Regions from separate parts of the Mus musculus genome. Here region 2 is linked to region 1. A link is a contact called in public ChIA-PET data. All regions are on one chromosome and are shown on one strand. Each heading gives the region's core, a stretch centred on a gene start, on an enhancer-like site or on the middle of the called end of the contact. The rest is flanking DNA. Distances are from core to core; before and after follow the strand shown.

Evidence for each region. ChIA-PET counts read pairs in DNA pulled down with a chosen protein or histone mark.
Region 2: an SMC1A ChIA-PET map of the G1E-ER4 cell line shows a contact between it and region 1, with 5 read pairs. The contact joins two enhancer-like sites. A contact is called at or near these places in 1 of 15 datasets of contacts at CTCF or cohesin (the G1E-ER4 cell line), 4 of 484 Hi-C or Micro-C datasets (the G1E-ER4 cell line, female germline stem cells, granulocyte-monocyte progenitors and 1 more) and 3 of 115 datasets of contacts at active chromatin or transcription factors (CD8 T cells, acute myeloid leukemia and effector CD8 T cells).

The regions. Positions count from the first base shown.
Region 1 is chr9:79,809,385-79,812,718 of GRCm38.p6, reverse strand. It overlaps a transcript of Filip1 not described here. Among named protein-coding and RNA genes, the nearest start is that of 4930429F24Rik, 17 kb to the right of the region's middle. Within about 2 kb of position 1,933, at least 74 of the 459 cell types and tissues checked have an H3K27ac peak or open chromatin away from gene starts, as enhancers often do. A contact at or near this core is called in the G1E-ER4 cell line, where this site is marked.
Region 2 is chr9:79,946,543-79,950,103 of GRCm38.p6, reverse strand. All of the region lies in intron 1 of Filip1 (filamin A interacting protein 1), which reads left to right. Among named protein-coding and RNA genes, the nearest start is that of Gm35261, 21 kb to the right of the region's middle. Within about 2 kb of position 2,268, at least 19 of the 459 cell types and tissues checked have an H3K27ac peak or open chromatin away from gene starts, as enhancers often do. A contact at or near this core is called in the G1E-ER4 cell line, where this site is marked.

The DNA of each region.
Region 1 (3,334 bases), core at 684-3,183:
GAGTGTAATTTCGACGGTGAAACATGCCCAGGAGTACGAGCTGTAAAGCAGACTTGGATTTCTCAGGAATTCAGAGGGAAGAATGGGGCTTCTGTGGTGAGAAAACCGTGGAACTCTCGGTGAGAGGAGCACACGGGGCTGCTGAGGGGGTCCTGTGTTGGGCACTTGGAGAACGGTGTAATGCCCTAGTGTGCTATGAAGCAATAAAAAAGAGGAAGAGGTGTGTGTCAGAGGCTGAAGATCAGAGAGAGAAAGAGGCAGACAGAGACAGAGACAGAGACAGAGACAGAGACAGACACAGACACAGACACAGACACAGACACAGACACAGACACAGACACAGACACAGACACAGACACAGACACAGACACAGACACAGACACAAAGGGGGGAGAGGAGGAAGAGGAGGAAGAGGATTTTATAGTTTTTAATTGTGTGCACGTGTGTGGGTAAGAGCACTTGAAAGCAGGTGCCCTTCATGGGCCAGAGACGTTGGATCTCTCCAAGATGGAGCTAAAAGCACTTATGAGCTGCCAGCTTAAGTGCTGTGTATTAATTGACCTTCAGCCCTCTGCTAAGCCATCTTTCCAGCCTCAAATTTTTCTTTTTAAAAAAGTCAATTCATGCACATTGTCTTTGTTGTTTAAGTACCAAGTCCATGGTAGAAGGCTATAAAATAGTCATTCTTTACTTGTTCCTTTTGACCCTAAGTTTTCCTTGGGGACAGTTTTCTCCAACTCTTACCCACTTCATCAAACATTTTTCTCCATATTTGTAAAGAATGGCTTTGTATTCGAGCCTCTTATTTCTAGATTTTTAGGTGTATTGTCTTTCTATTATGGTCTTGGTGGTGCCCATTTAGGTTTCTAGCCTTCCCCTTTTAACCTCTCAATATGGCCATACCACATCATCTTTTGGATATAGGAGATAGAAGTTTAAGTGTTTATACAATGTGTACAGTGAAAATTTGAGTATGGTTCCCTGCCGAGTCCAGTTGTACACTAGCAGCCCGTTCTCTTCCCCTCGACACTTCTTCCAGGGAATAATTGCTTTAATCTTTCATCTGTTTGGTTTTTTTATGTATCTATTTTAGTTTTCCCAAACACTCCGTTTGATCTGCCAAACACCGATCAGTGATTTTTCTGACACTTAAACACAGCAGTTTTCTATTTCCTCCCAGAGGCCCTCCTGGTGCGGCCCCTGCTTCCCTCAAGCTGGACGGGTTGTCCTCCAAGCTGGACGGGTTGTCCTCCAAGACTTCTGCCCAGCTGGTGTCCTTTTGCCTGAATGGAATCCAGCCTCACCTCTCCTCAGATTCCTTCCCCTCCCATTCCCCTCCCCTCCCCTCCCCTCCCATCTCCTCTCCCCTCCCATCTCCTCTCCCCTACCTCCACAAGAAGAGGTCAGAGGACAGCTTTCAGGAGTTGATGCTCTTTCCACCACAGGCTCCAGGGACCTAACTCTAACCTGCAGACTTATGCTTCAACTGTTTTTACTTGTTTTTCTCTCCCAGGACCTGGGCCCTCCCTCCCCCGCTTTTTTTTTTTTTTTTTTTTTTTTTATTCCTTATCTTTCATGTCTCTGTACCAATAAACCCATGTCCTGTGTTTTAAAATTCACTTTCCCATCGATTCTATAGAAAGAGGCCTTGTACCTTCCCTGAAGCAGGTTCTAAAACTAGGGAGACAAGACGTATCTCACTGTTCCCATGTGCCAACTTTCCTGTGCTGCCCATTGCTGTGCCCACAGCCAGGATGTCCTAGATCAGTGCCCCCCACCCTGGAATTTCTTGTCTCTCTAATATAACTAAAAATCTTTATTTTGTGTATAGGTGTTTTGTTTGCATGTGTGACTGTGCACTATAATACCTGGTGCCAATGGAGGCCAAAGAGGAACTAAGCTGTAGCTAAGTTATACACGGTTATGAGTCACCATATGGTTGCTCAGGAAATGAACCATAGTCCTCTGGAGGAGCAGCCAGTGCTGCAGAGCCATATCCAGCCCCCCACATTGTTTGTGGTTGTTGTGGTTGTTGCTGCTGCTGCTGTTAGAGACAAGTTATCTCATTGGACTGGTGCTCACTGATGGTGCTAGAGTGAGCACCTGAGATCTAGTCACCTTCCTTGCCTCTCTAGTGCCGGGACTAGAAGCACATCATCATCACATCCGACATTGGATATGCACTCCAGGGATCAAGCTCAGATCCTCATGTTCGCCCAGGCAGTGCTGCACGGACTGGGCTGTCTTCCCAGCCCCCAGTTCTAAAACGTATTTTAGGGTTGTATGTACATGTACCACATGCATGCAGGAGCACACGGAGATCACAAGAACATATCAGACTCCTTAGAAGGCTTCTTAGCCTTCCTAATGCTGTAACCCTTTCATATGGTTCCTCGTGTAGTAGTGCCCCCCCAACCACATATTATTTTCATTGCTACTTCACAACTGTAATTTTGCTACTGTTGTGAATCATAATGTAATTATCTGTTATACAGCCCCTGTGACAGTGTTCTTCGATCTTCCCTCGCCGCTCACCCCCCCCACCCCCCCCCCCCGCCAAAGGAGTTTTGACCCATTGCTTGAGAACTGCTACCCTAGAAGAGGAGTAATGTGAAGTTAAGAGCTGCAGTGTGAATGCTGGGAATTGCACCCAGGTATTCTACAAGAGCAGCAAGCCCCCTTAACTGCTGAACCATCTCTCCAGAGCCTCCACCCAAACACTCCTAAATCTAAAGGCAGATTTAAGCTTTTAGCCTATGTGCCTGAAATAATAAAAACTGGGCATCATGGGCTTAAAATTTACATGTTTCCCATCATTCATCTTTTGTTTATAGAGGATGTTATATCTGAGAGAAGCAGTTCAAATTTGCTTGTTCTGGGATTGGCTCGCCTGAGAAATAAATTATTAGGCATAATTATTGGCGACTCCTAGAACCTGGAGAGATGGTGAGCTGACGGCAGAGGAGGAAGGAATCAGATAAAGGGTCCGATGGTTATGAAATCCCAAGAGAGATTATATCATCTGGTTCAAAAGTTTTCTGGAACAAATGACAGAACTGATTATCGGAAGTACTTTTAATTAGCTGAGCTGAATCCAAAAGAAGGCGTACAAGTCCAAGCCAACAGAGGAAGTTTATTGAACTTCCTATTTAAAACAGATGTTCTGTCAGGGGCTCTGAATGTGATAATAGGATTGTATCCCAGTGTAGTTCATGGAACTCAGAAATGCCAAAAAGACAAACAATAGCTAGGTGTTCTCCCTTCTAAACGACACACAGGATATTTGTAGGGCATTTCTGCAGTTACCTGGAGGGTAGCAAGTTCAAAGCTGACA
Region 2 (3,561 bases), core at 1,019-3,518, 140 kb before region 1:
ATATTTCCCTTTAAATATTTAGTCATCATGATAGTTTTCCATGGTTTTAATTCATAAAATATGGTTGTTTTTTTCAAAGCCACAGGAGCATGACAGGGTTGGTTTTTTTTTTCTTTTTTTCTCAGCTGTCTCCTTCTTTCTCTGCATCATTTTTTTTGTCTTATTCTCAGTTAACACTTAATGTGAACAATTCAATTATGATTTTCTTTCAGAACATCTATATGCATTTCTGAATAAGAAAATAAGGTGATATAAAAACACTAGTCCAACTCATGGCTAAGGCTACAAATATAACGAAATTATACAGGTAAACTTAGATAAGACATATCCAATGGCTTATGTTATAATTCATTCCTTTATTTCCTCTAGTTAAGAGTGTCTTTTCTGGGTTGAATGTGTTACAGTGGCTCAGGTTACTATAGGGTTCCCAAAAACACAGCTTCAGGGGAATCACGTGGGTTGACACTGGAAACTTACGTACATTGCCAATTTTTAGCTGTTTTAATTGAGCAACCCCAAATTATGTATTTATGTGAGAAAAAGATGTTGTGCCATGTTTTCCCTTGGGAAGGACCAGGTGCTTCTCATTTTCTTTAGTCTCACCCCAGCCACTGTATGCAGCTAATACACTTATGACAGAACAGGATATTTCACTGACTTCAATGACATTTTATTAAAATTTTTAGTGTGCCAAATGATGTGCACACGTGTGTGATCCCACATATCAGAGAAGATATACGATGTTCTCCCTCCCCCTCCACTCACCCCTACAGTTCCCTTTCGATTTTTATCTCACACACACACACACACACACACACACACTTAAGTGTATATTTGACATAAGAGAAAAACATAATATTTATTTATTTATAAATATTTAAAAAACATTTAATGTGACCATCTCTGGGACTACCCATTTTCTTGCAAATAATATATAATTCCGCAGTTCTTTCGAGGTGGATGAGACTCCTTTCTGTGCACATTCACTTGTTGGCGAGCATGTAGAGGATTCCGTACCTTGGCTACAGTGAGTAGTGCTTCAGTAAACACAGAAATGCAAGCATCTTCTTGGTAGGCTGATTTGGAATAGATGCTCAGGAGTGATGTGCACAGCTCATTATAGTAATTCCATTTTTAGTTTTTAAAGAACTCCAGAAACCTTTACGGTGCTGCTCCAGTTTATTGTCCATCAGCAGTGAATAAGAGCTCCTCTTTCCTTGTATTTTTGACAGCATTTGTCATATTTTTCCCCCAATGATAGCCATTCTGACTGGGGTGATATAGAATCGCAAATCAGTTTTCATTTTGTATCTCCTCTCTGGCTGAGGATGCTGAACAGTTTTGAATATCTATATTGCCCATCTGCAATTCTTAATAACTATTTGTTAATTCATTATTATCATTTTATGTGTTGCCTGCATGTGTGTCTATGTACCACATGTATGCCTTGTGTTTGTGTTTTGAGAAGATAGTGTAAGATCCCCTAGAACTGCACTTACAGATGATTAAAAGCCATCACGGGGGTTCTAGGAATTGAGCTCGGGTCTTGTGGAAGAGCAGCCAGTGCTCTTAATCACTGTGCCATCTGTCCAGTCCATAAGGATGGCTTTCCTCTCTCTCTCTCTCTCTCTCTCTCTCTCTCTCTCTCTGTGTGTGTGTGTATGTGTCTGTCTGTCTCTTTCTCTCTCTGTTTAACTTTGGGAGTTCTTTGTAGACTCTAGAGTCTATATACTAATTCTGTCCAGTATATAGTTGGTAACATTTTACCTTCTGTAGGCTACCTCATCTTTCCCTTGAAGATAGTCTCAGGGATTTCATCACCCACCTTTTTGTGTACTGGATATTAAATGCCAAGAAGTTATCTATAAAAGACCACAGTACATTCCTTTCTTCACGTGACTGTAGTTGAGATAACATGGGAGACAGTGGTGAGCATGGGAGGTGCACTCCGGCAGCAGTGCCCTGGGAGGAGGTGTTGAGAAGGCATGCCCCACCCCTGGCCTTAAAGCTCTTGGGTCACAGGCATATCTCTTTCTCATCAATACAATTTGTCTACTCTGGGCCAAGAGATAAATATTTCAACTTCACATTTTTTTCCACATTCAGTCTTCTAGTTTTTTTTTTTGTTTTTTGTTGTTGTTGCTGCTGTTGTTCTGGTTTTCTATTGTGGTTTTTGTTTTGAGACAGGGTCTGACTCTGAAGCACTGGCTGGCTTAGAGCTCACTAGGTAGACTAGGTCAGCTCCAAAAAGCTCAGAAATTCACCTGCCTCTGCTTTCCAACTGCTGGATTTAAAGGGATGTGCTGTCATGCCTGGTTTCATTTTTGTTTTTATTCCAATATAACTGTCAAGTTCTCAAGTACAAATGACATCATTGACAACAAAACCAAAATAAGCATCTGAGAATGTGGCCCCTCCCTCTCACTCGTCACCCTGATCTTCCCTCCACCGCTGTTCTTGAGTGACTGTTGTTACAGTGGGCAAGGCAGAGGAGGGAGTGCAAGAAAGGTGACTTCTCTGTCTGAGTAAGGCTGAAGCAGTGGTGTGGAATTACCCTTCTGTGTATAGTCTCTGAGTAATAGCACACACTGGGTAAGAGGCTTGGTTTGAATTTGAAAGAAAATGGTATTAGAGTTTAGAGTCAGGGAGAAAGGAGATTTCCTTTAGCAATAGCGGTGCAAAGCTTATTCTTCACGGCTCCTTCCCACCTTCTCTGTACATGCACATACACACTGATGCACTTCTATGTGACTCAGATGAAAATATTTTGTAAGATCTTCCTCTTATTCTTCTCCTTTTCTCCCTCTCTTCCCTTCTCTTCCTCTCCCTCCTCCTCCTTCTCCTCCTCCTCCTCCTATGATAGAAAGACTCACTATGTAACTCTTGGTTGGCCTGAAACTATGTAGAACAGACTGGCCTCAAACTCACAGTGACCCTCCTACATTGGCTTCCCAGGTGCTGGGATTATAGGCCAGTGCTTCTACACCTGGTCAACTTACTCTTTTTTTTAATCCCTGACCTTCAGGATGTATAGTAATCTGCCAAGAAGGGCAAGCTAGCCTGGAGCCGAAAATGGCGCCGCCTCAGAAGCTAAAGATGGCCTAGTCGGCCATCACTGCAAAGAGAGGCCCATTGGACTTGCAAACTTTATATGCCCCAGTACAGGGGAACGCCAGGGCCAAAGAGGGGGAGTGGGTGGGTAGGGGATTGGGGGGGTGGGTATGGGGGACCTTTGGGATAGCATCGAAAATGTAAACGAGGAAAATACCTAATTAAAAAAAAAAAGAATACAAAAGACTAATTTAATAAAATTAAAATTAAATTTGATAAAATTAAATTTAAATTATTTTTAACATTACCTGCATTATGAGAATTTTAAATCAAATATGGTTATAGAGAATATTGATCATCCTCTTTGTACCTCTACACCTATACAATGTATTTTGTAAAGTCATTGCTCATCGAAATTATTTGGTAATTTTCAGATTTCATGATTTCAAATAAGGAATATTTACTTTTATTTGTCAGGTTCAAACTATAGTAGGAATACTTAATTAGGTC